Regions from separate parts of the Mus musculus genome. Here all the other regions are linked to region 1. Evidence: chromatin contacts called from public HiChIP or PLAC-seq and promoter capture Hi-C data. All regions are on one chromosome and are shown on one strand. Each heading gives the region's core, a stretch centred on a gene start, on an enhancer-like site or on the middle of the called end of the contact. The rest is flanking DNA. Distances are from core to core; before and after follow the strand shown. Region 1 holds the start of Polr2e (polymerase (RNA) II (DNA directed) polypeptide E). Region 2 holds the start of Tjp3 (tight junction protein 3). Region 3 holds the start of Dohh (deoxyhypusine hydroxylase/monooxygenase). Region 4 holds the start of Dapk3 (death-associated protein kinase 3). Region 5 holds the start of 4930404N11Rik (RIKEN cDNA 4930404N11 gene). Region 6 holds the start of Cactin (cactin, spliceosome C complex subunit).

Region 1 (4,680 bases), core at 1,012-3,511:
AGCACCACCCTCACACTCACTACTGGAGCCTGTGGTCTTAGTTTCTCTGCTTGCAAGGGAAGACTAGAACATCAAGGCAGCCATGATGGGGCTGCCAGGGGGCTCAGCTATCACTGCAGAAGCTGCAGGGTATGCAGGAACTGCGGCCCCCCTGGAACGGGGGTGGGGGCTCTCAGCAGCTCTGGGGTTTGGGGGATATGGTACTGTCAGCTTAGACAGCCTCAAGGAGAAACTGACTGACCAAGAGATGGACCCTGTGTCTACATGAGGCTAGCCTTGTCTCCTCAGGCAGAGCGCAGGAGCAGACCCAGGCCACCTAGTTTGCAAATTGCTGGATAAACACAGGTATATTTACATTATGACTCATAATAGTAGCAAAATTAGTTATGAATTAGCAATGAAGATTTTATGGTTGGAGGTCACAATGTGAAGTGTACTAAGGGGTCCCAGCATCAGGAAGGCTGAGAACCAATGCCCTCCATAGTTGTCCCGGAAGTCATTGTATAGACCAGGCTGGCCTCGACTGCCTGCCTCTGCCTCTCAAACACTGGGCTTACAGGCATATGCTACCATGCCCATCCCCGCACCCCCCAATTCTCACACTAAAAACCAGGTCCCGGGGCCACAAAGCATTAGGTATTAAAAGAGGCAAGCTGTCTGGGGAGACTGAATGTAGCTGCACAGGGAGGTCCTGGGCTCCCCAATAGCCTTCACTCCCACAAGACACCTGCGCTGCTGGCAGAAGCTGTAGAATACAGCACACAGGGGGTGTGGGGGTGGCATAGCTGGCCCTGGGACTCCCAGGCAGAAGCTATAGAATACAGCATATAGGAGCCAGGGGGTGGAGGGCTGAGAGCTGGTTCTGGGGCTTATGGGATGAAAACGACACCAGCAAAAGGGAGGCTTCCCAGGGGAGACAGGGACAAAAGCAGGCAGCTGCCACAATCTTACAGGCAGCGTTAGGCCAGAGTGGGACATGCATTCACTGGCACCTGAGCCAGGGCCTGGAGGAGACCACTCCTGCCAGCCCAAGGGCCTCACCTGGGAAGAACACAAACATCTGGTCTGTGGGGTCATCGTTGTGGGCCACCAGCACCGTGAGGTCTGTGCGCCTTGGCCGTCCTTCGCTGGGCTTGTCCCCAAACTGCGCCTTGAATTCCTCAAGTGTCTGGTCCAGTTCATCCTGGGTCACCAGGTAGCCACGGTCATGACACAGCTGCAGAGACAAGAGGCAAAGAGGCAGTCAGCCTGAGCACTTAGCTCGCAGACCTGACCCTGAATGGCCGAGGCTGGGGACTAACACTGAACTGATCCAGCAGTACCCAAACTCTGTATAGGCTCAGACCACAGCGGCCCGGCCAAGCCTCTCCTCCCCCCAACCTCAGTGGAGCAGGCTGGGATTAATCCCCTGGCAACTGTAGGCAACCTTCTGAATACAGGCACCTTCCTGTCCCCAGTCTTGAGTGTTCCTGATGAGGGAGACTAGAGCATCATCCAGGATCAGGGCTGAGGAACAGGCATGAGGTGGCCCTGGGCTCCACCAACACAGCATAAGTCAAAACTATGCATACCTCTTTATCTAATAATGGTGTCTCATGTGTTCAACTCAAAACAACCAAGAATTTTTTCTTTTATTCCCTTTTTCTTTTTCAAGACAGGGTTTCTCTGCGTGACTTTGTCTATTCTGGAAATCACTATGTAGATGAGGCTGACTTCTAATTTAAAGAGATTCGCTTGCTTCTGCCTCCAGAGTGCTGGGATTAAAGGCGTGTACCATCATACCGGCTTGTTCTGTTTTTAAAAATACTGTTTTTTCATCCTATGTGTGTCTGGAGTCCCCAGAGATCAGGACAGGGCGTCAGATCCCCTGGAACTGGGGTTACAGATGGTTGATAGCTTTCGTGTGGGCGGCTACCTAGCTCGCATAAAACCAAGTGTGACCACGCAGCAGCCCCCTCTCCCGAAACGGAGCCCACCCAGGCCTTTTCCCCTGAGGCAGAGTTAGGAGGTGGAAGCAGTAGGATTTCTAAGAGTTGAAGCCAGCGTGGGTGGGCTCCACACTTTAAACGGGGATGCATTCCAATCCAGGAGGATTGGCCCCTGCGGGAGGCGGGCCTCGGCGGACAACCCGCAGTTAGTCCGCAACTGAACGCTCGCTCGCATAAAGCTCCTCACGCTTGATCACCTGCATGATCGTCTTGCGGATCTTCCACAGCCGGTAGGTCTCCTCCTCGTCGTCCATGCTGTCGCGCTTCCCAAACAACTGTGCACGCGCGCTCGTGGAGCTGCCAGCACGGAGCCTGCGCCGGACGCACAAAATGCCCCCCGCCCCCCGGCAGTGCGCCTGCGCCAAGGGCTGGGAAGGCCCCCGCCCAGGTTCGTGCTGTCTAAGGTGAACGCCGGAATAAACCTACTTTCCACGACAGGCTGCGCGTTGGGCAGCCCCAGCCTTCACCGGGGCGGTGTCGCGCGTCGGGAAGATCTCGCGATACTTGACCTGATAACAGTTTTATTTCCCTCCCTTAGGCGTCTCCCGGGCTGTAGTCCACGCCTTTAATCCCCGTCCTCGGCAAGCAGATCTGTGAGTTCGAGGCCAGCCTGCTCTATAGCCAGGTCTACAGAGAAAACCCTGTCTCGAAAGAAAGCAAGAGACCAGTGATGAACAGCCAGGTTCATGTGCCTCAATTTCCCTTTTTATACAAGTTTTTATTAGTGTATCTGCACTTTACATGAGAAATCGGATGCAAGCACCCACATGAGGTGGCCCCCAGCCATTTGTAACTCCAGCTCCAGAGAGTCTGATGCCTCTGGCCTCCAAGGGCCACACTTACAGGTCTATACCCACATGCAGACACACAGATAAACATAGTTAAACGACTAAAAATCTAAAATGAAAACAATCGATGTGCGGGCATACACACAATGAACAAACAAGTGTGTATATGGTGGGCTAACTCGTGAAAAGTTTGAGAAGGTGGTGAGAAAATGAATCCTAGGGAAAGGGATTCCAGGGCTAAACCCTTCCAACTATACAATGGGAGTTCACAGGAACGCCCCTTTCTCCTTTTCTTTCTTTCTTATTTGTTTATTTATTTATTTATTTATTTATTACATGAAAGTACACTGTAGCTGTCTTCAGACACTCCAGAAGAGGGAGTCAGATCTCATTATGGGTGGTTATGAGCCACCATGTGGTTGCTGGGATTTGAACTTCGGACCTTCAGAAAAGCAGTCGGGTGCTCTTACCCACTGAGCCATCTCACCAGCCCTCTCCTTTTCTTTGGGGGAGTGTGCTGACTTGAAATTTGGTATAGAGACCAGGTCTCAACAGCGCAGAGAATGGCCTGCCTCTGCCTCTCAGTGTTGGGATTAAAGGCGTGTGCCACCAAGACTGGCAAGGTCTGTCCTTGGAAGTCCAGATGCCTCCATTCTGTCCTGATGTGCGTCTGACAGCTCATCTACAGATCATCACCAGTTCCTGCCTGAGAACTTAGGCTGATCCCAACTGGGAAAGACAAGTTTTTGCCAAGTACACTGAGCCCACCATCTACCCTGTAGACCAAGGGGCTTAGGCTGCTACAGTTGGCCAAAGAAGCCATGAGTGTGCAAAGGAAGGGGACATGGGCAAAGACGTTTCTTGGAGAAGAGAGCATTGCCTGGGCCTGGGAGTGGTGGCCGATGCATTTGATTCTGGAGGCCAAGTGGGTAGATTTCTGTGAGCGCTGTGCTGAACACCCCCCACCCCCAGCAGGGGAGCCCCTGACTTCCACTTTCAGGGGGGACATGACCCTCTCATTATTGGTGGTAGTGAACAGTCAGAGCCTAAGTATGTGTACTTGGGACCTTAGGAGCTTCCCAGTGGCCATGTGGATAAGTGTCACTGAGGGTGTCCTCCAGCCCTTGCATGTAGGAGCCCCTCCTCCCACCTCCTCTGTGCCTGGGATCCTGCCCCTTGTTGTGACTGGTGAGACTGGGGTCTCCCTGGCCCCTTTCCTGGGACCCTCTCAGCCAGTCCCCCAGCCCATCTCCAGCTGACTGCAGAAGCCTCTCTACCAGGGACCCCACAGCAACCACACTGGCCTAGGATCCACAGAGGGCAGCAACCAAATAACTGAGCAGATGCTTAGATCCCGGTGTGAAGGCCCCGAGACCTTAGCACGGCTGATGGAAGAGCCATACACTGTAAAACTCAGCTGAAACAGCACCAGCTGCCAAGACAAAAACATAGGCCGGGGACTGGTGAGATGGCTCAGTGGGTAAGAGCACCCGACTGTTCTTCCGAAGGTCCAGAGTTCAAATCCCAGCAACCACATGGTGGCTCACAGCCATCTGTAACAAGATCTGACGCCCTCTTCTGGAGTGTCTGAAGACAGCTACAGTGTACTTACATATAATTAATAAATAAATAAATCTTTAAAAAACAAAAAACAAAAACACAGGCCTTAGTCATCAAAGCCCATAGCTCTGGGAAAGTCTCTAAATATACTAACCTTGCTTTTTGACCTCTGTAGTTCTGCCTCTGGATACATGTTCTTGCTAGGGCTGGAGAAATGGCTCAGTGGTTAAGAGCACTGACTGCTCTTCCAGAGGTCCTGAGTTCAATTCCCAGCAACCACATGGTGGCTCACAACCATCCGTAATGAAATCTGATGCTCTCTTCTGGTGTGTCTGAAGATAGCA
Region 2 (4,483 bases), core at 823-3,322, 1.3 Mb after region 1:
ATCTTATCCCAAATAATGGTATGTATGGTTCAGGGGTACAGCAGGGTGAAAAGACCCCTGAGGCGGGGGCTCCATGAGCGTGTGGTTGACATTTCATAGCTCTTGAGCGCCCTTTCAGTAATATAACTTTTGGGCAGGGTTTCCTCTGTGTGTCCTGATGGTCTGCCAACCTTCCTGCCTTACCACTGACCTCTGGCCCCTGCCCCTGAACCTTCATCTCAGCACAGCCCCTCCACCTGATCCTTCCTGACAGTCACCCCCTTATCAGCCACCAGAGGGCGCACACGAACACTGAGCCCTCTCCCACTGCTCAGCTCTCCATGGCTCCCACCCACCTTGGCAGCTCAGCTGCCTGTCCCGGGCTCCGGGCTCCCTCCATTCTGAGCACACTTGCCTGAGCCTTAACCTTCTACCCAGGCCTGTCACCCCAGACGTCAGTTCACCCCCAGTGCTCCCGTCTTCTCTTCCTAAGGTAGAACAAACCACACATGATGGGGCACACCTGTCATCCCAGCCTCCGAGGTAAGGAGGGAAGATCAAGAGTCCAAGGTTATCCTTAGCTACTTATGGACACAGACACCAGCCTAGGCTATGTGAGATCCTGTCTCCAAAAGCTGAAAAGATAAAATTATGAATGTCTGAGCCTTGTTCCCAATATACGTGACATACAGTAAATGCTCAAGAAATACACACGTCTTTGTTAGGCAGCCCGTCCCCATAGCCAAGTGTCCCACTGACCTCAGCCACGAAGGGTGTTGGGTTCTACCCTGAGCAAACACTGCCTCTCTGGCACGCGGCCCGGCCCAGGAGGAAGAACCGAGCCTAAATTCTCATCGTGGACTTTCCCCAGCATCGGTGCCACACGGAAGTGCCAGGCCAGACAGGGATTTTTCTAAGATGTCGCCCCAGGGAGGTTTCTTGGGGGTTAGCTCTAAGGCCCCCTGTGCGACAGTCTTACTCTACTGTGCAGCCTCCGGGAGCAGTTACTCCTGTTTGGGCTTCACTTCATTTTGTGCCAAATAACTGGGAACTGAGCTGGGAACAAGGGCCCCCAGCGCCCCAGCGCCTGCCACTATAGCATTAGCTTCTCCTTGGTGCAAAATGAAAAACTGAGGCTGGGCTAGTGCAGCAGCCAATACCAGAACTCCCAAGGCCAGGTCCCCCTGTGTGCTGATCCTTCCCGGAGAATAAGATAACCTGGGGGGGGGGGGATGGTGGTGATGTTGGTGGCTGGACACACCTTCCTGAAGGAATTGTTTTTCTTTGTTTTGGGGCAAATGACACAGAAGGTTCCTGTGCCCCTCCCAACTCCTCTGTCAATCCCATTAGGCATCTGTCCATCCGTTCTACCCTCGTCGTGCAATTCTCAGCTGACAGACGTGCTTTGGGGAGCTGACAGAGCTCCTGTCCTCTCCTGTCCCCACAATGTATAACCTAGGACAGGTGGCACATTCATGCCTTGGATATATGGGGTGACCCTCAGGGAGAGTTCCAGAAAAACTCAAGAGTTAGTTCAGGAGTACCCCAACTTCCTCTGCCATCTCCCAAAACTGCAGGCCAGCCTCCCATGGGAACCAAGATCCTTCCTGCTAGGGGATCAGGGACCAGCCTCCCTAGCCACCACCTGCGCTCACAAAGACCCTTTGAAGGCTGGGCTGCAGCGTGCTGGGCGCTGTGCCAGGGCAGAAACTGCACCCGCTGGAACTTTCTGAAACTGTGTCAGATGTCCCCACAGGATGCCAGCTTCCGGCTCCCATGGGGGGCATCCAGAGCAAACTTGGGGGTCCCGGGAGCCTGACATGGGATCACTTGGATGCATAAAGCCCTTGGGATGAGCTCAGCTGGAGACTTACCGGTCTGGAAGGCTGAGTGAATGGACGCAGGGTGGGAGGTGGAAGCTGGGTCCTGGATAGCTGTCAGGCATGGGTGGCAGGGAGGAGACCCGAGCTGGCTGCTCGGGCCGGGCAACCTGTTTGCTCAGCGAAAGCGGAGTGGAAGGAACGGTGGGCGAGTCCCTTTGCCGGGTGGAACCGGCAGGACTGTGCAGGTTGTGCGCAATTGTGAGTGCAAGAGAGGCCGGCCTGCAGGTGGGAGGGTTTGTGGCTCAGTCGCAAGGTGCTCTCACGTGGCCAGACAGGCCTTAACCCCTGAGTACCCAGAGAGGCCTAGCTAGCCCTGCACCCCACAGCATCTACACCACAGAGTAGGTGCTCACAAAACACTGAGCATCCTACGGGATGAATGGGCTGTGCCTCGCGCTGCAACTTACCCGCTGTCAAGCTTCCAGCTTTCATCACAAGGGGGGACACTGGAATAATCAAAACTCTCATGGAGCCACAGCCCAGCTCATTACTATGGGATTCTAGGCGGGAACTCCACCCCTGACTACGTCCCCAGCCCCCTCACTGGGGAATTGTAGGCCATACCACACCTTTTAGCCACACCCAAGATCATTATCTACTCTATTGGCATTGACTTCCCTGTCTGTACACCTGACCCCTTGTGACTTTCCAGTTTCAGACTTTATTTTTGGTTTTTTGGTTTTTTTTTTTTTTTTGAACTTTGCTTCCTCTTAATTCGAGCACTCCTGACCTAGTTCCTTCCTGTGATGCCCAAAGAGATCTCAGCTTTTATCAGGTGTCCATATCGCTGGAGGAGTTGGTGACCCCATCTTAGTTCCTGCGGCAAGAAGACTTCAGATTCAGGCTTCTAACCCGCTTTCAGAAGGTGCTGTTACTGGGCTCCAGTGACCACACTTTGGAAGCCCAGGCTTAAGTCAAGTTCTGTCCACACCACACACCAAAGCGCTCTTTCTGATGCAATTGTCTTAACGGATGGTCCACGCCTGTCCTAGCAAGGAGGAAGCTCAGACTGGAGTGTCTGTCTCAAAAACACAACAAACAATATATATTACATACATCTTATTATTTTGCAATATGACATATGCTTATTTTTATTGATAACTTATGTTGTAAAGCGATAAAATGACAGTAGTAAAATACACTTCTAATATATGTAATAAATTTCTTTAACGCCCACACTCCTATAGCCCAGGTTGGTCTCTTTAAATCAATATATAGCTGAGGATAACTCAGACCCAGCACTGGGGAGGCAGAGGCAGGAGGATTTCTGAGTTCTTGGATCTCGTAGACTAGGCTGGCCTCAAACTTGGAGATGCACCTGCCTCTGCCTCCAGAGTGCTGGGATTAAAGCTGTGTGCCACCACTGCCCAGTTGTGGGTTTTTTGTTGGTTTTAGTTTTGGGGTTTTGTTTTTTCAAAGATAGGGTCCCACCTATGTAGCCCTGGCTAGGCTGGAACTTGCTATGTAGACCAGGCTAGTCTTAGATTAGCTTGCCTCTGCCTCCGTGTAGTGTCCGCCTAGGGTGCCCCTGAGCCTCATGTCTAGGCTCTGCCCCTTGATATCCGATTGGCTGTAGTAGACTCTAGACCACGCCCCATCTCGGTCCCCTGCAGACGCTCTGGTTTGTTTGAGCTGGTCTGTTCATCCCTCTATGGACGCTTGGAGGCGCTGGTGAGTCGTACTTCACTTTAGCTCCACCCCTGCTACCTAATTGGTCAGGTTCCTCACTTTGCTGAGGCCCCGCCTTCCGCCCCCATACCGCACGTGAACACGTTTCTTCCTGCACCGGACGCCGGAGGGCGCTCGCAACTCCCTTGAGTGTGTGCCGCCCTAAGCCCAGTCCTTATATCCAATTGGTTAGGAGCTTCGCGTCGACGCCAGGCTCCGCCCGGGCCCCGCCCCCTCCCTCCGCCCTGTAGTGCAGGCGGCGCTTGTTGTTCAGCGGCGGCGGCCGAGCTCGGGTGCATCCTCGGGCCCGCCGCCGCCGCCGGAGCGTTCGGCCATGGAGCTAGAGGTGCCGGACGAGGCGGAGAGCGCCGAAGCGGGGGCCGTGACGGCGGAAGCGGCCTGGTCTGCGGAGAGTGGGGCGGCGGCAGGTAATGCGATCCCCCTGGTCGTTGCGATGGGCTCGCCCCTCTCCCCCGCCGTGGCGCGTGGTCTCGACCGCCTGCTTCGCGCTGCGGTGCGGCCTGCCGGGCTGATCCATTCTCAAGCGCGGCACGGGGGTTCACGCGCTCTCCCATTGCGTGTGCGGGGGAGGGGGCATCAGCGTTCCGGCCGGGGAGGCTGCACCGCCCCACCCGGGGATGCGGGGCTTGCAGCGCTCGGCCCATTTTAGGGTCCTTGGGTGACACGGTGGAGCTGCAGGCGGGCGTGGGTGCGGCTCTTTATCCTGGCAGCGTGTGCATGCAGCGAGCCTCTTTTAGATGCATGCGGTAGCAGTGAAGCGGTCCTCCGGTTTGGAGATAGAGGGAACCCGTTTTCTTGCTGCAGGGGATAGAGACAAGCAAGTCATATCTGCCCCTTTGAGTGTGTGGCGAGTGGCTTCTCCACAGTGTGTGGGAATGCTGGAGCACCCTCATTCTAATGGGGGACCCCACTTGCGGACACTGCCTGGCAAA
Region 3 (4,822 bases), core at 1,508-4,007, 1.3 Mb after region 1:
GACTTCTGCACATGACACCTTGGTATATGTGATCTACCCATAAATGTAACAAAATAAAATGACAACAGAGCCAAATAGCCAGTTTCAGTGACAAAGGCTTGTGGTCCCACAGCTCAGGCACTGAGGCTAGAAGAGACATAGGGTTCATTTCAATAACAACCCCCCATTTTGTTTATTTTGTTTTCAAGACCGAGTTTACTGTTTTTAGGCCTGGCTGTCCTGGATTCACTTTGTAGGCCAGGCTGGCCTCAAATTTAGAGATCCACCTGCCTCTGCCTCCAGAGTGCTGGGATTAAAGGCGATGCTTCCACTGCCAGGCTAATAAAACCCAGTCTTGTACTGACAGAGACAGGAGTGATGGGGCCACACACTAGCCACTGCTGGCTGACCAACCATAGCTGCTGAGGGAAAGTCATGGATGCTGGGTCCTGGGTGGCATTTTCTGCTCTCAGCTCCTCCCAGGGCAGCCTTGGCAGCATGCCAAGCTCTGAATTCATATCTGCTTCCTGCACTCTTGGGCCTATCCCTTCCCACTGGCTGGTATGGGGGCTGGATCACACCTGATATCACCGGATCCTGTGATCTGTTACAGCAACCACAGCCTTTCCTGAAGCTTCGTGTAAACATCAAAGCTGTGTCCTATGGCAAGCTGGCCAGGGTGACAGTGCGGTCCCTTATCTGCGGCCATGTGTTTATGTTTTTTTTTCTGTGCATATGAACGTGCACAGATGGAAGTGTCTTCCTCAATCATTCTTATGTTTTGAGACCTGGTCTCTCACTCCACCCGGCCTCCACACACGCTACCTCACCTGGGGAAGGCACTTTCAGAGCCCACAGGATGTACATGAACAGTTGTGGTCTGTGGTCCCAGAACTCAGGAGGCAGTGTCCCATGTTGGAGGCCAGCCCTGGGCTGCAGAGCAAGATGCTGGTCACAAAAACAAACATCTAGAGAGGAAATCCAACCAAGAAATCAAAAAGTGACTCTGGGCCCAACCGTGTCAGCTCCATTGTGGGTTTCCTCCCATGTTGCTTGCCCATGGAGGACTGCTTAGCAAAGAGCCGCATCACAGAGCAGACGTGATTTTTCTCTTGTATTTTAAGGCAGGTGTTCACTATGTAGCGCTGGATGGAACTTGCTGTGTAGATCTGGCCTCAAACTCACAGAGCTCCACCTGCCTCTGCCTTCTGAGTGCTGGGATTTAAAGATGTAAGCTCAGTTATAAAATGTTTTAAACATTCATTCCCAGTCTAATATTCATTTTACTTTGAATTTTTGGCATGTAAATTGTGTATTTTTAGCGTATGTACTGACATTTGCATTTTCCACATTTATATCCATGCATCATACAAGCCCATATAATAACAGGCTTCCTGGTAGCATTCTGAAAAATAGTGTATTTTTGTCTTAATTTTATTTTTACTTTAAAAATTGTTATTACCATAAATTAAATTTACATAATTATGTAATAACGGACTTCATGGAGGCTGGAGACATGCTTGGTGGTTGAGTGTACTGACTGCTCTTCCGGAGGACCCAGGTTCAGTTCTCAGCACCCACATGGTGACTCACAACTCTGACTCCAGTTCCAGAGGATCTGTCGCCCTAACATAGACACACATCCAGGCAAAACACCAATGTACATAAATCATTAAAAAAGTAATGAGGAAGCCAGGCGTGGTGGCACAGGCCTTTAATCCCAGCACTCGAGAGGCAGAGGCAGGCGGATTTCTGAGTTTGAGGCCAGCCTGGTCTACAAAGTGAGTTGCAGGACAGCCAGGGCTATACAGAGAAACCCTGTCTCAAAAAAAAAAAAAAAAAAAAAAGTAATGAGGAGGCTGGAGAGATCAGTGGTTAAGAGTACCGACTGCTCTTCCAGAGGTTCTGAGTTCAATTCCCAGCAACCACATGGTGACTCACAACCGGTGTACTTATATATTATAAGTACATCTTTAAAAATAAATAAATAAATCTTTAAACCAAAAAAGTAATGAACTTCATGACATTTACACACACACACATATATACATTTGTTTTGTTTTTTCGAGACAGGGTTTCTCTGTATAGTCCTGGCTGTCCTGGAGCTCACTTTGTAGACCAGGCTGGCCTTGAACTCAAAAATCCGCCTGCCTCTGCCTCCCGAGTGCTGGGATTAAAGGTGTGCGCCACCACGCCCGGCTTTTTTTTTTTTTTTCTCCCCGAGACAGGGTTTCTCTGTGTAGCCCTGGCTGTCCTGGAACTCACTCTGTAGACCAGGCTGGCCTCGAACTCAGAAATCCACCTGCCTCTGCCTCCTGAGTGCTGGGATTAAAGGCGTGCGCCACCAACGCCCGGCATATTTAAAAATTTAAACTTCGACTTTATGGTCATGTCACTGCCGTATATCCTGTTGATCCCCAGAATCGAACTCATTCTCAAATTGACTGCAAGTGCCCTCACTGCTGAGATTGCTCGTAACGCCTATTTTATCTCCCATTTCTTTTCCTCTGTTTTGGTCCCAGAGACCATTGGCCGCGCCCTGTAGAACATAGCCACGCCCACTATACACTGCGCATGCGCTATGCACGGCCGGCCCGGTTGTGCTGTGAATGGGATCAAACCATTTTCTTTTCTCTATGGGAGAGACGGTCGGAAACTCTTCTTCCGGAGGAAGACCGGAAGTTGCTTCTCCGGCTCTTAGGACAGTCCTGGGGCGTCGCTGCCGCATCGTTCCGGGTGTGGTCACCCCTAGTCGCGACGATGGTTCCGCCCAGCATGGTCACGTGGCCATCAAGATGGCGGCGTCCAGAGGACGTCGCGCGAGATGCGTCCGCGGACCTGTTCTTGGAGCTGTCGCAGCGACTCTCTCCATCTGTCCCGAGTATACGGAGCTTATTGACGAGTCCCTGTAGACGAAAACACGGTGAGCAGTGCCAGAAGTGCCCCCCCTTCGGGGGACTTCCGCTTTGAGGTACTCGCTGCTCCCGGGAGCGCTGGGATTTCCCTTGAGGGGGTCCTACGGGGAATTGGACCCTTTTCCTTCAGTATTTGACGTCACACAGGATATCATGTAGCCCAGGCTAGCCTCCAACCCACTGTGTGGCTACGAATGGCCTCCTCCTACCCCGTGCTTAGCTGACAGGTTGGCCGCCTATGCGGGGCTCACGTGCAGGCCGGCCCGCGCTTGACCTCTCAGCTTAAGTATTTGGAAACAGGATCTCCTGGGACCGGTTATCTTCCTGCTTCAGCCTCTGCCCAGCCTGGAGCCTTTTTGAATTAAGCGGGAGGCCCCATACCTCGAATGGGCACTCTTGGACCCACGAGATCCTTGGTCTCCCCTGTTGTTGCTCGGGGTAAATCGGGATGTGGGTCTCACTGCCACACAGCTGCTGCCAGCTCCCGTAGACCTGCTTCATGTGTGTTGATGAATTCCATTTTCAAGGTGTGACTGTAGGCTGATGGGCATCACTGGTGAGGCAGCCATACCTGCCTCATTAAACTCGGGGACGCTGGGTGACATCAGAGCCCAGAAGGCCTTCCAGCTTGCCACAGCCTGCTAGTCCAGTTTGTTATGTATGCATCTGCTGTATGTCTAATGGCTGACAGGGGCCGGTCCTCTTATACTGGACGATGTCTGTTTCCGTGTTAATTCATCCGTGAAAGAAAACACCTGTGTGGGAGTGTTGTCCTGCATCTATGGGGCCATGCAGAGGGTACAAGTTGTGCAAAGGCAGGAGCAGGGAGAAGTCCGGAGGGAGGAGGGGACGGATAAAGTGTATCCCACAGGGCTACATGAGAACCTCCAGTAAGGTGGTGTGGGAGGCAGGGGTGAGATCCATTTTGCAACTGACAGTTTCTAGATCCCTCATCTAAGCTATCCTGAAAAAGTCTGGCCAGGTGGTGGTGGCGCATGCCTTTAATCCCAGCACTTGGATGGATGTGGAGAAAGTTCTGTGGCCTGGAGCTCAGGGGTCCTCCTGCCTCAGCATCCCGGGGCTGGAATGGCAGATATGCAGGTGTGTGCCCTAGCTTGAGATTTCCCCTTCTCCTTTTTCTACCGTAGGTTTCTACTGCCTAGAATCCGGCCTTGCAGATCACGTGCTGGGGAGGCCGTTGCCATGGTAACGGAGCAAGAGATAGAGGCCATAGGGAAGACCTTGGTGGACCCCAAGCAGCCCCTGCAGGCCCGCTTCCGGGCCCTGTTTACACTTCGGGGGCTTGGTGGCCCTGATGCTATCTCGTGGATCAGCCGGGGCTTTGAGGACAGCTCTGCTCTTCTGAAGCACGAGCTGGCCTACTGCCTGGGCCAGATGAGGGACGCACGGGCCATCCCTGTGCTGGCGGATGTGCTGCAGGACACGAGCCAGGAGCCCATGGTGCGTCATGAGGCAGGTGAGGAAGGGCAGCCCAGTGCTGTGTTCAGCTCTGTCCCTGGGGCACAGATGGGTGCCGCACAGGGCTATGGACAGCGCACGGGGGTGGTCTCCCCAGCAGAGATTTTGCTTCTGAGTTGGGACCTATGCCAACCTGTTCTTCAGGGACTTGGAATGCTGTCCCTCTGCCCAAAGTCTAGTGATGACTTGTCACTCCACCCAGGGGCACTGGCTGGGGTGGGTGGCTTTAGACCCGGCGGGCCAACTTCTTGAGTTAAGGATTCGGATTGACCAGCTCAGAGGCTGTTGGCCCAGCTGTGACCTGGGAGACCAGTCAGGTGTTGGGCATCAAGCAAGCTCCTCTCTACTGATTTGTCTCCTCAGGGGAAGCCCTGGGGGCGATTGGTAACCCGGAAGTTCTAGGCCTCCTGAAGCAGTATTCTACGGACCCAGTGGTTGAGGTGAGGAGA
Region 4 (4,613 bases), core at 357-2,856, 1.1 Mb after region 1:
GGAGATCCAGGTAACTTGTGTATCTTAGGTGGTGTCTGTCTATCCTCCTGCCTCTGCCCACTGCTCACCATGTTCTCTCTTTTTCCTCGAAGTGTCCTGAGCAAGTGGTGGGTGGCATCTACGGTGTCCTGAACAGGAAGCGTGGCCATGTGTTTGAGGAGTCCCAGGTGGCTGGTACCCCCATGTTTGTGGTCAAGGCATACCTGCCTGTCAATGAGTCCTTTGGTGAGTGTCTGGTCCCTGGGGTTTGCAGATAACCTGCAAGGCCTGTGTAATATAGCTGCGGGGTGCAGAACAGAAGCAGATTTCTGTCATCACGGCCAGCTTGCTTAAGGGTGCCAGGAAAGACAGAGCTACAAACTACACAGAGAAACCAAAACAAAGGACCCAGGAATCCCTCCTGGGAGGGGTGGCAAGACAGCTAAGCATGTCCCCCCCCCACCCCACCCCCCCAGGGAAGTCACCTGAGTCTCCTGTCTTCTGTCTAGGCTTCACCGCTGATCTGCGATCCAACACCGGCGGCCAGGCCTTCCCCCAGTGCGTGTTTGACCACTGGCAGATCCTGCCTGGGGATCCTTTTGACAACAGCAGCCGCCCCAGCCAAGTGGTAGCTGAGACGCGCAAGCGCAAGGGCCTGAAAGAGGGCATCCCAGCGCTGGACAACTTCCTGGACAAACTGTAGGCAGCCTGATACTGCCACATGCTGCACAGTGCCCACCCATCAGAAGACACCTTGAGACTGTCCCACAGTGCTCCTCTAGAGGCTGCTGGGGCCACCCTGACATCACTCAGCACTCACTTGCTACCAATTCTATTTATTTCGGAATTACAAGATAGCGGGAATCTCTCTGCAGGCTGGACTGGCAGGCTGTGGGGTGGGCGGGACACGGCTCTTAACATTTTCAGAGGGAAACGCGCAGATGTCCAAAAGTCTAAATAAATGCATTCAGAGGTTTTTGGGGTCCATGGCCAAGTGGAGTTCCCCCAGAGGGGGAGGTGGGGTAAGTGCCTCCAGGAAGGCAGGCAGCCTGCCTTAGACTTGCAGCCCGGCTGTGGGAATGAATCATTGGAGTAATAAACTACAGTGGTTGATCCACATGTGCTCGCAACTCTGTTTTGTACAGCGCACGCTTTCCTGGTTTTCAGGGTATCTGGCTACCCTTAGGTGGCCTGCGGTGATTCACACATAACACACACACTGCACCCCGTGCGACAGAATGGGTTTTATTGTGAGTTCACAGTACTGCCTCAGTCCATTCCACAAACTTGAATCACTCCATAGACCTGCACATCAGGGGTTTGGTCTGCGCATACCCGGCTCCAGGTTATTGGCTTTCAGCCTCTCGCGTTAGCCAATCATCAGCCAGGAGCCCAATAATGATGTGCTCCACAAGGGCGGTGTCGAGCCTTCCTGTGAATCTGTCAGGCTGGCCAATGAGCACTGGACTCTCGCCTAGCCTTGGGTGATGACGTCACTAGTCAACGTCCGCTTCCGCTGAGAGGTCAGATGCTAACCAATGAGCGTGTGCATTCAATTTCCGGTTAAAGTCGTAGTCCAATGAGCGCTGGTTTTCGGGTTTTGCGGAGGTGTGCCCCTGCGCTGTCAGCGCATGCGTAGATGCCGTCTCAGGATTTGTACCGGAGGTTCTCGCGGGGGCCTCGCTGGCACCGGGCGGGGACTCGATGGCTGAGGACGGTACGAATGGGCCGGGTCCGGGACGTTGTGTTGGGACCCAAGGGACACGCGACGAGGGCGGGAGCGAGGGGAGGGAACCCGCGAGGGGCATGGCTTTCTCCAATCTCGAGGGGTGGACCTCTAGGAATAGCAACACTGCTGCGCATGTGTCAGGTTTCCGGCGACACCCCTGAGTTCCGGGGTGCTGGTGGGCATGATTGACAGGTGAGGAAGCTAGGTAGGAATTTCAAGAGCCGGACGCTATGGAAGTGTTTCGAGTAGAGAACCCCACGCTGACTTGGAACTCTGTTTAATCCTCCAGCCTCAGCCTCTTGAGTGCTAGGGTAAAGGGCACCTGACACTGTATTGTGTTTTATAGTTTTGTACATATATATATATATATATATATATATATATATATATATACTGCTTGAGAGATGTTGTTCCGCTTCTTTTAGTTATATCTATGCTTGTTTCTGAGAGGGGTGTCACAGTGCCCGCAGGTACCTGAGGTTCCTGAAGAGAGCGTTAGAGGTCATCAGGCCTGGGAGTTAGAGATACTAGTGAGCACTGGAAACTGAACTTGGAGACTGTGCAAGTACAGCACCCACTCTTACCGTCTCAGCCATCTCTCCAGTCACTTGAGCTGGTCTCATGGAACTCAGGCTGGCTTGTAACTCACCAAGTATTTGAGTATGCTCTTGAACTCGTAGCCGTGCAGCCCTCCGCTCCCCAGTGTGGGGTGTCAGGTTTGCTCTACCATGACCAAATTGTGGGTAGAGGCTGTAGATGACCAAAGAAAATCTGGGGCAGGGGCATTGTGTGTCACATATGCTGGGGAAGCCTCTTGGGAGAAGTCGGATCCGTGATAAACATTTCCTGTTTCCTCTGTCCCTCCAGCTCCTGTGTCCCCAGAATCCTTCAGAAGGCCAGCCGCCATGTCCACATTCAGGCAAGAGGATGTTGAGGACCATTATGAGATGGGAGAGGAGCTTGGCAGGTGAGTGGCGTGGGAGGTGGGTGCCCTTCCTCTCCTCAGTGTCTTGAAGCAGTGGCCACAGAGTTTTCTGGTGGTACCACGCCAGACTTCAGGTTCCCAGATGACAGGGAACCTGAGTTCCTTTTCTCTCGTGTCCTCTGTGGAGAGAGACACAGAGACCTGTAGCTGCTGCCCCTGAGCCGGGGACAGTGCCTCGGAGCATTGTCTGCTATGGGATTGTTCTCAGCTCGGTTTCTTCTTTTCCCCCATGAGACAGAGTCTTACTATGTACTCCTGGCTGGTCTGGAACTTGCTCATCACAGAGATCCTCCTGCCTCTGCTTCCCAAGTGCTGGAGCTAAAGGATTGCACCACCACCCTGGCCTTGGCTGATTTTGATTTTGGTTTTTTAAAGGCAGGCTCTCATGTCCCCCAGATTGGCCTTGAACTTCTTTTATGTAATTACTATATTTTGTGTGCATATGTGTCTTAGTCACAGCACAGCTTCCTGGAGTCTGTGCTCTCCTCTCCCATGCGAGCCAGTTCCAGGGACTGAGCTCAGGGAGTCCTTGGCAGCCCTGGGTGATGTCCCACCACACTGCACAGGCTGTTTTACGACTTGCTGGGTCTGCCTTTCTTGAGTTCTGTACATGGATGCTTTTATACTGGTGTCTCCCCAGTGCCGGGATGGTTCAGGACACCGTTTTCTGTTTGGTGTTTCTTGAGAAAGCCAGATTCTCTTTCTAGGCTAGCTCTCATGCCTGTCCGTGCTTTGGAGCCCCCTCCCTCTTCCCCCTCCCACCTCCTCATGCCAGGCCCTTCCTCTTTCTAAGGGGCTTCAGACCTTATTTGGTGAGTTCTGGGCCAGCCTTCTGGGGGCATCAAGGCCCGCCCTATGATGTCATCCCCATGGAATGTAAATAACCTTCCCAGTACTAGGCAGGCTGAGGAGGAGTTTTCCTGCCTAGGGACCCTGAACCACTTCCTTCTGGAGTTCCCCACCCCAGCCCCCACCCCTGAGAACCTCCCGGCTGCCATCCCAGTAGGGCTTCAGCGATGTTCCTGTCATGTGCTGGTCACATCTATGAGCCTACTGCTAGGGAAGTAGGGACATCTCGTGCCAGGGATGTGAGACTCAGACTGAAACATAAGATGGGACACTGGAGAGGCGGCTCAGTGATTACAGCACCAGCTGCTCTTGCAGAAGTCCTAGGTTCGATTCCCAGCAACCACATGGAGGCTCACAACCACCTGTGACTCCAGCTCCAGGAGTCTGACACTCCCACTGGTCTCTGTGAGCAAAACTTGTAAAAACACAGAAAGAAACACAGAGGCCTTCTCACATACCACACACCAACTCACCCTGACAGGTAAGTATGGACAATTTAGCCCTTACGTAGTCAACACTCTGAGGGTGGGTCCAGGATCCTGAGCTCCTCACAGGCATTGATGCTCATCTAGCAAATGAGGATGTATTTGTGCATAACCCATGCATGGCACCCTGTGTAATTTACATAAAGTGTTTATGGTGTTGGGGTAGGTGGACCCAGGCCCCAGGCCTGCCACTCTGTACACTTGCTGCCTGGATCTCTGTTTTTATTTTTTTAATTTCTATTTTGACTTATTATGAATACAGTGTTCTGCTGCATGGATGCTTGCGTGCCAGAAGAGGGCTCCAGCTCTCAATACAGATGGCTGTGAACCAACAAGGGCAGTCAGTGCTTGTAACCACTCAGCCACCTCTCCCGCCTCTGCCTCCCAAGTGCTGGGATCAAAGGCGTGCGCCACCACTGCCGGGCTATTTGTTTTTTTTTTTAAGATTTATTTACTTATTATATATGTAAGTACACTGTAGCTGTCTTCAGACACATCAGAAGACAGCATTCGATCACATCGCAAATGGTTGTGAGCTACCATGTGGTTGCTGGGATTTGAACTCAGGACCTCCAGAAGAGCAGTC
Region 5 (5,146 bases), core at 2,532-5,031, 1.3 Mb after region 1:
CATGACCACAAGGCTCATTGTGAACCTGTCTCAGACCTACATTGCCATGTACCTGACCTATTCTCTCAGCTTGCCCAAGGTGAGTTGTGGGAGGGTGTGGAGGTGGTGGGAGATGGGTCCCCTTTTGAGATGCCCCTCTGGACCACCATTGCCTCTCCCTCCACAGAAGTTCATCGCCACCATCCCCCTGGTGATGTACTTGAGTGGCTTCTTCTCTTCCTTCCTCATGAAGCCAGTCAACCGGCGCATAGGGAGGAATGTGAGTGACAGGTGCTGCTGGGGAGGTGGGCAGGGAACCCCCCCCCCCCCAAGGCATACTGTGGCCTGAAGCCCAGAGTCCAGGCTTCTTGAACCCTCTGGTCTCAGGGCTCTGTTCCTTTCAGCTACCTGGTGGGCTGGAGTGTTCAGACTGCTTACCTACCCTGGTGCAGAATGGGAAATCGATTAGTAATGTCTGACCAAGCTCTGGAACAAAAGATTAGTAATGTCTGCTCTGAGCAGAGACCAGTAGTAATGCCTGTCTTGGGTGTGGAATAGGACAAGTTTTCATGGAGCCTTTTACTGGGCTGAGGACCAGAGAGGGTGCGTCTCTGGTGCAGGGTGCCCAGCAGCGTGGGCCTGACTCAGGCTTTGCCTCCTTCCTTCCTAGATGACCTACTTCACCGGGCTGCTGGTGATCCTGGCCTTCGCAGCTTGGGTGGCCCTGGCAGATAATCTGGGTGTGGCCGTGTACGGGGCTGCAGTGCTGCTAGGTGCAGGCTGTGCCACCATCCTTGTCACCTCCCTAGCCATGACAGCTGACCTCATTGGCCCACACACGGTAGGGCTGGTGGGAAGAGCCTGGGGCGTGGTCAGGACCTCCGGTCTGGGCACTAACCCCGTGTGTCCCCCCAGCACAGTGGAGCCTTCGTGTATGGTGCTATGAGCTTTTCGGATAAGGTGGCCAACGGACTGGCAGTCATGGCTGTGCAGAGCCTGCATCCCTGTCCGTGAGTTTTTGTCCCTCAGACTTGGAGAGCATGCATTCCTTACTTTGGGCAGTTCGTTTATTCAGCAAACACTGAGGGCACACAGAGCCACTCGGAACCTCACAGTATTTGTTCCTGAGCCACCCAGCCACCTGTGCTGGCCCAGGACAATGGCAGTCCTGTCGGTAACTGCTAAGCAGAGGTGGGGTTGAGCGTGGGGTCTAGGAGTTTGACAGAAGGCTGGGAGGCTCCCTGAGAACCTAGCCCGTGTGCCAGAACCTCTGTGTCGCTGCAGGGCCCAAGCAAAGGTCCTTGGGCAGGACTGAGGAGACCGTGCAGGAGCCAAGAGACCAAGGGCAGGGCTGTGGGCTGCAGGGGACTGTGAGCAAGCGCATGCAAATGTGCATATTTGGGGGTATGTGTCTAGGGTCCCCTGGAACTTGAAATGGAAACCACAGAGGCAGTTTCAGGAGACACTGCGGCACTCCCCAGGGACCAGCAGCTGGACCTTTCTCTCCTGTCCTTCATTCACCCTCTGTTCCCTAGCTCTGAGCTGTGCTGTGGGGCCTGCATCAGCTTCTACCACTGGGTGATGACAGCAGTGACAGGCGGCGTGGGTGTGGCCGCGGCTCTGGCTCTCTGCAGCCTCCTCATCTGGCCCATCCGCATTCGCAACCGTGGGTCTCCATTACTAGGACTTGGGTGGGGGCGGGGTGCAACCTGGGACCCGCCCTTCCCAACGCCACTCCACTCCTTATTACAGGGGACCCGCGAGACCGGCCTTGACCTCTGGCTCCCCAGGGCGACGTTATGAAGGACCAGGCAGACACCCTGCCCCCTCCCCAACCTGCTCAGGATCAGAGGGCACGGCCTGCGGGTGGGTGTACCCGGCCAAGCTTGCTGAGTGAGCCCTAGGGGCCCGTTGTGCCTCGCCCCACTTTTGACAGGGATGCACCAGCCTACCGGGAGGCTGTAGGGGACACATGCCCGGGCTGCACGTGGGAGAGATCACCTGGCTTACGGGGACACGGACACACGGGTCGGTAGCACGGCTTTATCAGAGCGCGGGTGTGAAAGCCGGAGGAGGCTGGCCGATGGCCGGGCAGGGCCGCTGCAGGCCCCGCTGTCTGAAGTCCTGCGCGGTGAAGCGCGGCCGCTGTGGCAGCGACAGGAGCGGCACATAGTCGGACCGCCAGGGCAGCTTTGCCCCGAACTGGTTCCTGGTGACCACTGCGGACAGGACCGGACGAGCTCTGCAGCTGCGGGGCCGGGGGTGGGGGGGGGGCTCCCAAATCCTTATGCTGACCGAGCCCACCAGGCCACGCCCATCCTGCGCTCCCGCACCTCTGCCCATTGCTGGCCTAGCCCTCCTTATTTTTTCGTTTTTTTTTTTTTTTAATATTGTTTTCTTTTGACACTAGCTAGCCCAGGCTGCCTCCGGGACCAAAAATCCCCCTATCTCTGCCTCCGAGAGTGGAGTGACCCACGTGCAGTACTACCCCCGGCCCCCTCCTGTCCGCATCCCCTCAGCTCACCGAACTCCTTGCCACGGATTTGCCTGTCCCTCCACTGCATGCACCCCCAGCGCGGGCCTGAGTTGAGATACTGCGCGGTTATCGCGGGGTCCCAGAAGGCCATCTCCCGCAAGTGCTGTGTGTAGGCTGCGGGGAGGCACGGAAGGGAGGGTGTCAGTTTGAGACCCACGGGTGTGCACGACCGGAGGTGGGATACTCACCGGGCGGCAGGCCACGCTGGCGACTCTGAAAGCAGCCGTGCCAACGCGTGTGGGCCTCGCGGTACGGAGTGTCAAGAGCACGGGGCAGCTTGTACCAGGCATCACCAGGTTCTGAGTTGGTCAGGCCGGTGAACCACACCTGGCCGGCCGCATCCCGTCCCATGGGCGTGAATTTCCAGCGCACGGCTTGTTTGATGGCCGGCGCCCAACGGGGCCCCTCCAGGGACACGTAGTCATTGCTGAGGGAGGGTGGGGACTGAGCCAGGGCGTCCTGCTGGTCCCAGCCAGCTTTCCTGTCCCAACTCTTTGCCAAGGTGCTGGGTGAGAGTCATCCCCTTCTACCCATCTCCTCTGTGCACTTTCCCACCTGCAGTCTATATCTTGTAGCCGAGAATGGCCCTGTTTGAGGCAGTTGTCAGTGTTGACCTGGCAGCAATCCTGCCTCAGCCTTGAGCCACTTATGGCTGTTGGGGGAAGGAGGGACCAAGGGTGTGCCTAGCCTGTAACTCCCCACAGATGGTGCATGCATGGGAGGCCATGCAGGCTGCAGGAGTGGGGCTTGCAAGGGACCCACGTGAGGTGGCCTGTCATCAGCACCATGGAAGGCCCAAGTGTGAGCAGACCTATGAAATGGGACTTTTCTGCTAGGTGTGGGTGGCGACACTAAGTGTGCCAAGGCAGGAGGATCTCTGTGGGCTTATGAACAGCTCGGGATACACACAAGAATCTAAAAAGGGAGGGCATTCAGGCACATGGCTGCCACTGCAGCACCTGTAGACAGGAGAATCAATAGACCCCTCTGCTTGGGAGTATGAGTGGCAGCACCTGTCTGCTTGGGAGTGGGTGTGTGCAAATGCCTAACTTACAACCCTTGCATACCTCCATCCCAGCCACCTGAGCTGCTGGTAGGGGTAGGGGATCTGGGGTCTGGGTGAAGAAAGGGACCAAGGGCAGGAACCCACCGGTAGAGATGGTCGGGGAAGTAGAGTTCAAGGGTGCCTGAGGGAACAGAGGGCCGAGTAGCCTCCCGCCTCACGTTTTCCATGTCTGGCCCTGCCTGCCCAGAGGCTCTAGTCACCAAGGCCCTGGGGCCATTGTTGACAGGGACAAAGGTATCCCAGCAACAGGGAAGCGGGCAGCCACAGTCTAAGACCTCAGCTTACTTCCTGGTGCGGGGCTGGGACCCAAAGTGTTCCCTCCCCCCTCCCTGCCCCACAGCGGGAGGTCATGCCCTCTAGAGCGTGGGTCTCCACCCCATCTCTGTCCTCAAGACACATCCAAGTAAGGGCACAGTGACAAAGGCCACAAAGTATGGGCCATGATCTAGAGATCCACAGAAGGAAGTGGATACCTAAGTCTTGGGTTGGGGAGAATGCTCTGGGATCACTGGTGGCATCGCTGAACATGCAGAGCCCAGGGCCTGCTCATTCTGCTAGTGCATCCTGTGTATCTCATGACAATAAACAGCAACAACCAATCTCATAGCTCAGTCAACCCTTTACAGTCTGTATAGGCGGCGCTCCACTTGGGTTCCTGTTTTCTCACCAGACATCACCTCCCCCTCTCTGGTCACCAACATGCTAAGCTTGCTCCAGTCAGGGTCCTGGCCAACTTACCCAGGACACTGCTGTGGGGTGGGAGCCCAAGCCACAGGCCCTCCCTGCTTGCAGTTCTGGCTCTGTAGGCTTTGGTCCTTACTCTCTGACTCACCTGCACCCTGACCTGTATACCAGCCCTTCCCATTCATGGCCTTCACAGTCACAGCTGGCTGCTCTGTCCAGGGCAGGTGCCTTCTGAACCACACACACCAAGAAGGTCAGCCAGGAATCAGAAGGCAGGCTGCACCTACCCCTGCATATGGAACACGCCCAGCAGGATTTCCACCAACAGGAGGTCACAAGGGCCTGTGACACTAGTGCACATCTAAAGGCATTTTGCTTTTGGGTACAGATGTCAACAGCAGCAGGTGGCCCTGAACCTTAAACTCCTGTTAAGTGCAGAACCCACTTAGCTCACAAGGCTATGACTCCCACAGGCCTGCAGGCAGCCAACCCCATAGTGACTGTGTCCCAGGGGCTTCTCCAGCCATCAGCAGTTTTGGGGCAAGGCAACAAAACACAGGAGACCGACCCCAAGGTGTCACAAATACATATATACACACGTGCACACACCATAGGCCACAGCCACCACACTGGGAATCCCCAGGCAAGGGGCAGTGGAGATGGGGTATGAAGACAGGGAGGCCCAGGAAGCTTAGAGGCAGCCAGGAAGAGGCAGACAAGGCAGCTGGCTAGGGACAGGGTGAGCTGACACCCACGGGGAGGGGTTACAGAAGGCGCACACACAGACAAAGGGTGGCAATGCAATCAGAGTCAACGCAGTTAAGAGTGTCACAGGGTGAGAGGCCCAGGTCCCTGCCAGTGCCTCCCAGGGTCTTCTGGTT
Region 6 (4,929 bases), core at 2,053-4,552, 1.3 Mb after region 1:
TCCTTCTGCCACCCCAGCCACTTCCTGGAGGCGCTGCCCCCCACTGGGGCTCAGAGCTCAGCGACATCACCTGGCCCAACCTTGTTCTCTCCCTCCCCACTGACGGACGGCACTGGCCAGGCCCAGACCCAGGATAGCTCAGGCCGCCATCAGCTGCTACCTGTGCCTGTTGGGGCAGCAAGATTTGGAGTGCCCATCCTGTATTTATTTTGGGTCTTTTTTTTTGGACGAAGAGTGAGCACAGGTGTGATTTTCTAGAAAGACGACAAGACACAGAAAACCCAGGAAGAGGCTGCAGCCACCAGCCTAGGTGGATCAGGCTCTACGTGTCTCACTACTCTGGGGACAGTGGCCCCGTAGCTCCAGTAAAAGCCACACACTCTAGGGCTCTTGTTATGGCCTGCAGAGGAGACAGGCCCTGGAGCCTCCGCTTGCCAGCCCAGGTGTGTGCTCCTGAGTTGGGTCACCTCAACAGAGCCCCTCTGTCACCTCAGGTTTGGGACCCGAGCAAACCAGGACTAGGCATGCCCTGTGGTCTTTCTGCATCTGTTTACTGCCACTGGAAGGACATCCCCACGCATGACTGTCACCTAATGCTGGACTGGGAGGGTCCATGTTGTCTGCCTCTCATCCCCTTGAAGCCCTGAGCTGGTGCCGTGGGTCCCCTCAACTACCAGGGGATTCTCTGCCCTAAGAAGGGCACAGTCAGGCTGCAGGCTGAGGGCTGGGTCCTAAGACACCGTGGCTGAAGAAAATAAGGGAGAAAGTGACATCACCTCAGCAAAGCCAACTATGTCCACCGAACACCAGGGAGATTGCGGCCAGTCTCCTCCCCTGGGCACACCCCAGTGTGTTGGGTACAGTCCAATCGTGTCATGCCCCTGCTTCATGGATGTTCCACCCACGGTGTGCTGGTAGGAGGAATCAGGCTGAAATGTTCTGAAAGCCAGCAGCCTGAAGCCACTGCTTTTGGGCCAGCCGCGTAGGCCTCTTGGGTTGCACCTTCAGGGACAGAGGTCAGGACCTGGCTGGCTTCCAAGGACTGCAGCAGCCATGGAGGCAGTGAGGAGCATGACACAATCATCATGGCCAGAAAAGGCATGGCCAGGGACAGGACCCGTGCGGGGGTGGGGCAACCGAAGGAGAGATGGACAGATGTCTGTCCCTGGACCTCAGTCCCCTTCCTGTTTTGGGATGCACAGTGAACACACTGGTAAGCTGCTGCAGGAGTTAATTCAGGGGCTGCAAAGGCAACTTGGGTTGGGCCTTGCACAGACCAGGCAGGTATAATATCACACCTGTCATCCCAGCACTTGGAAAGTTAAAGCAAGAGGGTTGTGGCAAATTCCAGGCTAGCCTGGGCTACAGAGCGAAATGAGACCAAAAGATAAAACTCCCAGGGCTGGCCCTACCACTCAGTGGGCAGAGCTCACCCAGCTGCGTAAGCCCTGAGTTCCATCCCAGCACCGCAGAAACCAGATGGGGTGGCACACAGCTGCCGTCCCTGACTTGGGAAGTAGAGGCAGAAAGCAGGCATGCAAGGTCATCCTTGGCTGTAACCAGTTGGAGGCCAGCCTGGGCTACATGAGACCCTCTCAAAAGAGAATCTGTAAATATCTTTGTGACTCCCCATCGTGTCCCCATCCTGTTCTCTCCAACGGCCACTATTGCCCCACCGTGGACGGTGTGTGAACTGTACTGTAAGGCCTGGGGGCTCCTCCAAGGCTGAAGAGGTGCCCTCTCCGGCCCACTTCTGTTCTCCTCAAGCCATCCCAGCAAGTCCCCTGTCCAGCCCCACATCAACCTCAGTGCAATATGCCCTCCCCGTGGGGTCCCTTGGCACGGTACTGTCTGCAGCCCCTTGTCTCTCACCCCTAGCTCCACTCTCCGGTGGTTAAAAATCGCATCGCACATCCTCCCCCCAATCCTGTTTTTATTGTTGAATCCATTCTGTAAACTACAAACCTCGTGTGTCTTACTCATCAGGACTTGGGATCCCTCGTCCTCAGCCTATGTGGTCTGGTGTTTGACAATCCAAGCACAGTGTCCTCTTGGCACCAACCAGAGGGGCCTGTCCCTCCAGCGCAGCCGGCAAATGTATGCAGTCCAGGTCCCCGCCCCACCTGTCACAGCCCCTCTTTTTGAGATCTGTAATAAATCTCTAATAAGAAACAGCTCCTCTCCGGTGACTTATGCGTGCGTGCGATGGGAGAGCAGGCGAAGGGTGGGCACCACGTGTTTTGTCTCCCCCGCTCTAAACCCTCCCTGGATCCCACATGATGAATCCCAATTCGCAGATGACTTCCTTTCTCCAAGCCTAAACTTCCCTATCCATAGATTAGCCACAAGTTGAGCGCAGTACGCAAGCTGGCGGGCGTAGTAGTACTCAGACTCGTCCTGGAGTCAGCCAGAGACTGTCTGTTCATGTCCTGTTGTTTTATTAGCTCGGAACCGGTTGCTACAAGGCTACCCTAGAAACCGAGGACTCCCGCGAGCGCTTGGGTCTCCGGGTTTCAATTTTTAGAAGTACACCGGGCCCTGCAGGTTTAAGTTCCGCCCACTCTAGCCACGCCCCTTTGACGTCCTTTTCCAAGCCCAGCAAGACCCCTAAGCGCAGTTTCTGGGTTCATTGGCCCCGCCCTCAGATCCAATGTGTCCATCTCGCCCCCAAGGTCCCGCCCACCGCCGCTCTACTTCCTCCCACTCCTCAGTCGGCCACTCTCGACTACATATCCTGCCCGTACCCATTCACAGTTCGTAGTTACAGATGTCAATCTTGCCTCAATCAGCCCCTCTTCCACCCTCTCAAATCCTGATATGCACTCCTCCGCCCATTGGTCTACGCCTGTCAATCTAGTTTACCAGACCCCGCCCACCCCGGCTCCCGTAACCGCCATTCTTGCGTTCCTTCTCAGGCCACGCCCAGCGCAGGTCCCCGGCCGGGTCTCCCGATCTACAGTTGTCGATCTCCGTAAGCCCCGCCTAACCCAGCCCTATTCTTTCCCCATAAGCTCCTCTACTAGGCTCCGCCCCTAGGGCACTGCCCATGCAAGTGCAGGCTCCGCCCACTAGGCGCCTCTTCCGCCCTGGAACAACCGCCTCGTAGCTCCGCCTCCCTAAGCACGCTACTCGCCGGTCACCTAGGGCGCGAGGGAGGGCCCACCTAGGTCAGTCTCCTTCACTGCATGAATGGAGCGTCAATCCGCTAGTTCTAACGGCGTCCCGTTAGGAATCTACTATGTGTTCCCAGCTTGAGAACTCCGGAGAAATCTCGGGTTATGTTGTCCCTGGAGTCCCGGTTAGAGGGAGTAAGTCATTCCCTGTGATCAGGCGCACTTTGGACAGTCCTTAGAGCGCCGCGCCAAAGGAAAGCCCCCGGCGCCAAGCTTCCTGGTTGTTTACGCGCGCGCATGCGCGGCGCGGGCCGCCAAATGGGTCGGGACTCTCGCTCGCGCTCACGGTCTGTGGGTCGCAGGGGTCGGAAGCAGCGGAGTCGAAGCCGGGGCCGGAGCCGCAGCCGGAGTCGGAGTCGGAGTCGGAGTCGGAGTCGGAGCCGGAGCCGGAGCCGGAGCCATGGGCGGAGCAGCCGAAGGCGACGGGAACACGAGCGGCGGCGCGAACGCAAGCGGCGCAGCCGAGGGCGCAGGTGAGCGTCCTGGGGGCTGCTCGGGCCTGGGAGCCGAGGGACAGGCGGGGCAGTATCCGAGATGCCGGGCTGCGCCGGGGCAAAGGAGACTTCCGGGGACCGCGGGCCATGAGCATAGGGGACCGAATGACTCCACTCGCCACCTCTGCATTCATAGACATTGTCTTGTCCCGGGCTGGCCTCCTGCGTCAGCCTCTGGAATGCTCGGGATTACAAGCCATTGCCTCACAGTTAAGGTTTTTTGCATTTCCTCATAGTTAATTCTGCTCAGTTGACAGCCCTTCTTCTCAACTGGCAGTACTTCTAACAAGTTGACCAAAGCCTAATCAGGACACCGTTCATACAGCACTGGAGATACAAGCCCGAACAGCCACATCTATCTTTTACTGTGGGTACTGGGGATTCGAACTCATGTCCTCAAAATACTACCTGGTGGTATTCCTCTTTCGTGGTTCCTGGGCTGTCAGAGAGTCCATCTATTGGGCCTCTCGTCTGTCATTTCTCATCCCTTCTACCTGTCATCTCAGCAGGACTTGACGGCACTGTACACACCAGTAACCCCAACACTTAGGAGACAGATAAGAACCAGCCTGGCTGTAGAGGGAGTTCCCACCTGATAGCATTGTAGATGTCATATTTAAAATAAAACAAGCACTCAGAAAGCAGAGACAGGAGGGTCTCTGAGTTCCAGGACAGCCAGGGCTACACAGAGAAGCCAGCCCTGTCTCGAAAAAAATCAAAAATTAAAAGAAAATAAAAACTACATAAAAAAGAACTACTCCCTCACTTTTAACCTTCATTTCTCTTGCTGTATTGTCTGTTATGGCCCTGGGACTTGTGTAGCTCTACTATGAAGGACAGCCTAGCTCATGTGGGGAGCAATGTGATTTACAGGCCGGTGAGGCTAGAATTCTAGGCAAGTACCTCAGCACCTAGGATGGTGCCCAGCAGCAGCCAGCATTGAACAGGTCTTGATGTGTCCTTCCCACAGGTCAGATTCGGAAGGAGAGCAGCGGCAGAAGTCTAGGAGGCGAAGCCAGAGCCTTCGACCACCCCGATGGCACTCACAGAACCAGTCCTCATGCTCTGACTCGGGTGAGGAGCGGGCTCAGGGCTCCTGGGCCCGTAAGGGTCACAGGCGCTCGTGGTCCCCGGGGTCATCAGCGTCTAGCTTGGACTCCCCAAGACGCTCCCGGAGTCCCGGGACAGCTACCCTGGCCCTGAGCCAGCAGCAGAGCCTGCAGGAACGGCTGCGGCTTCGTGAGGAGCGGAAGCAGCAAGAA

The links. Promoter capture Hi-C pulls out the DNA fragments that hold promoters and counts their contacts. HiChIP or PLAC-seq counts read pairs in DNA pulled down with a chosen protein or histone mark.
Region 2: a promoter capture Hi-C map of liver shows a contact between it and region 1, with 5 times the contacts expected there. The contact joins the promoter of Tjp3 here to the promoter of Polr2e in region 1. A contact is called at or near these places in 3 of 39 promoter capture datasets (cranial neural crest, frontonasal cranial neural crest and liver), 3 of 115 datasets of contacts at active chromatin or transcription factors (astrocytes, bone marrow-derived macrophages and pancreatic cancer cells) and 1 of 9 other capture datasets (liver).
Region 3: a contact with region 1 is called in a promoter capture Hi-C map of liver, with 4 times the contacts expected there. The contact joins the promoter of Dohh here to the promoter of Polr2e in region 1. A contact is called at or near these places in 1 of 39 promoter capture datasets (liver), 1 of 484 Hi-C or Micro-C datasets (B cells) and 1 of 115 datasets of contacts at active chromatin or transcription factors (microglia).
Region 4: a contact with region 1 is called in a FOXA1 HiChIP or PLAC-seq map of pancreatic cancer cells. The contact joins the promoter of Dapk3 here to the promoter of Polr2e in region 1. A contact is called at or near these places in 1 of 39 promoter capture datasets (cranial neural crest), 2 of 484 Hi-C or Micro-C datasets (CD4 T cells and CD8 T cells), 3 of 115 datasets of contacts at active chromatin or transcription factors (astrocytes, memory CD8 T cells and pancreatic cancer cells) and 1 of 9 other capture datasets (liver).
Region 5: a promoter capture Hi-C map of pre-B cells shows a contact between it and region 1. The contact joins the promoter of 4930404N11Rik here to the promoter of Polr2e in region 1. A contact is called at or near these places in 4 of 39 promoter capture datasets (hippocampal neurons, liver, neutrophils and 1 more) and 4 of 115 datasets of contacts at active chromatin or transcription factors (bone marrow-derived dendritic cells, bone marrow-derived macrophages, fibro-adipogenic progenitors and 1 more).
Region 6: a promoter capture Hi-C map of liver shows a contact between it and region 1, with 6 times the contacts expected there. The contact joins the promoter of Cactin here to the promoter of Polr2e in region 1. A contact is called at or near these places in 2 of 39 promoter capture datasets (cranial neural crest and liver) and 2 of 115 datasets of contacts at active chromatin or transcription factors (astrocytes and memory CD8 T cells).

Annotation. Positions count from the first base shown.
Region 1 is chr10:80,037,398-80,042,077 of GRCm38.p6, forward strand. It overlaps Polr2e (polymerase (RNA) II (DNA directed) polypeptide E), which reads right to left and starts at 2,262. Exons shown (of 7, transcript NM_025554.2): 1 at 2,186-2,262; 2 at 1,042-1,216. The coding sequence starts at 2,242.
Region 2 is chr10:81,289,195-81,293,677 of GRCm38.p6, forward strand. Tjp3 (tight junction protein 3) reads right to left here and starts at 2,073. Exons shown (of 21, transcript NM_013769.3): 1 at 1,854-2,073. It overlaps Pip5k1c (phosphatidylinositol-4-phosphate 5-kinase, type 1 gamma), which reads left to right and starts at 3,769. Exons shown (of 18, transcript NM_008844.3): 1 at 3,769-3,958. The coding sequence starts at 3,865.
Region 3 is chr10:81,381,677-81,386,498 of GRCm38.p6, forward strand. Dohh (deoxyhypusine hydroxylase/monooxygenase) reads left to right here and starts at 2,758. Exons shown (of 5, transcript NM_133964.3): 1 at 2,758-2,902; 2 at 4,043-4,371; 3 at 4,737-4,813. The coding sequence starts at 4,098. Gm48551 (predicted gene, 48551) reads left to right here and starts at 2,758. Exons shown (of 6, transcript NR_168929.1): 1 at 2,758-2,902; 2 at 4,043-4,371; 3 at 4,737-4,813. It overlaps Mir6913 (microRNA 6913), which reads left to right and starts at 4,671; the gene lies at 4,671-4,736.
Region 4 is chr10:81,181,401-81,186,013 of GRCm38.p6, forward strand. Dapk3 (death-associated protein kinase 3) reads left to right here and starts at 1,607. Exons shown (of 9, transcript NM_001190474.1): 1 at 1,607-1,696; 2 at 2,576-2,675. The coding sequence starts at 1,684. It overlaps Eef2 (eukaryotic translation elongation factor 2), which reads left to right. Exons shown (of 14, transcript NM_007907.2): 12 at 1-10; 13 at 93-225; 14 at 489-1,109. The coding sequence ends at 682.
Region 5 is chr10:81,362,039-81,367,184 of GRCm38.p6, forward strand. 4930404N11Rik (RIKEN cDNA 4930404N11 gene) reads right to left here and starts at 3,782. Exons shown (of 4, transcript NM_001014836.3): 1 at 3,666-3,782; 2 at 2,704-2,942; 3 at 2,504-2,629; 4 at 1,986-2,198. The coding sequence starts at 3,748. The coding sequence ends at 2,026. It overlaps Mfsd12 (major facilitator superfamily domain containing 12), which reads left to right. Exons shown (of 10, transcript NM_028657.4): 5 at 1-79; 6 at 167-259; 7 at 650-820; 8 at 895-989; 9 at 1,515-1,645; 10 at 1,732-4,187. The coding sequence ends at 1,754. It overlaps Fzr1 (fizzy and cell division cycle 20 related 1), which reads right to left. Exons shown (of 14, transcript NM_019757.1): 14 at 4,841-5,146.
Region 6 is chr10:81,317,801-81,322,729 of GRCm38.p6, forward strand. It overlaps Cactin (cactin, spliceosome C complex subunit), which reads left to right and starts at 3,303. Exons shown (of 9, transcript NM_027381.2): 1 at 3,303-3,646; 2 at 4,638-4,929. The coding sequence starts at 3,411. It overlaps Pip5k1c (phosphatidylinositol-4-phosphate 5-kinase, type 1 gamma), which reads left to right. Exons shown (of 18, transcript NM_008844.3): 18 at 1-2,174.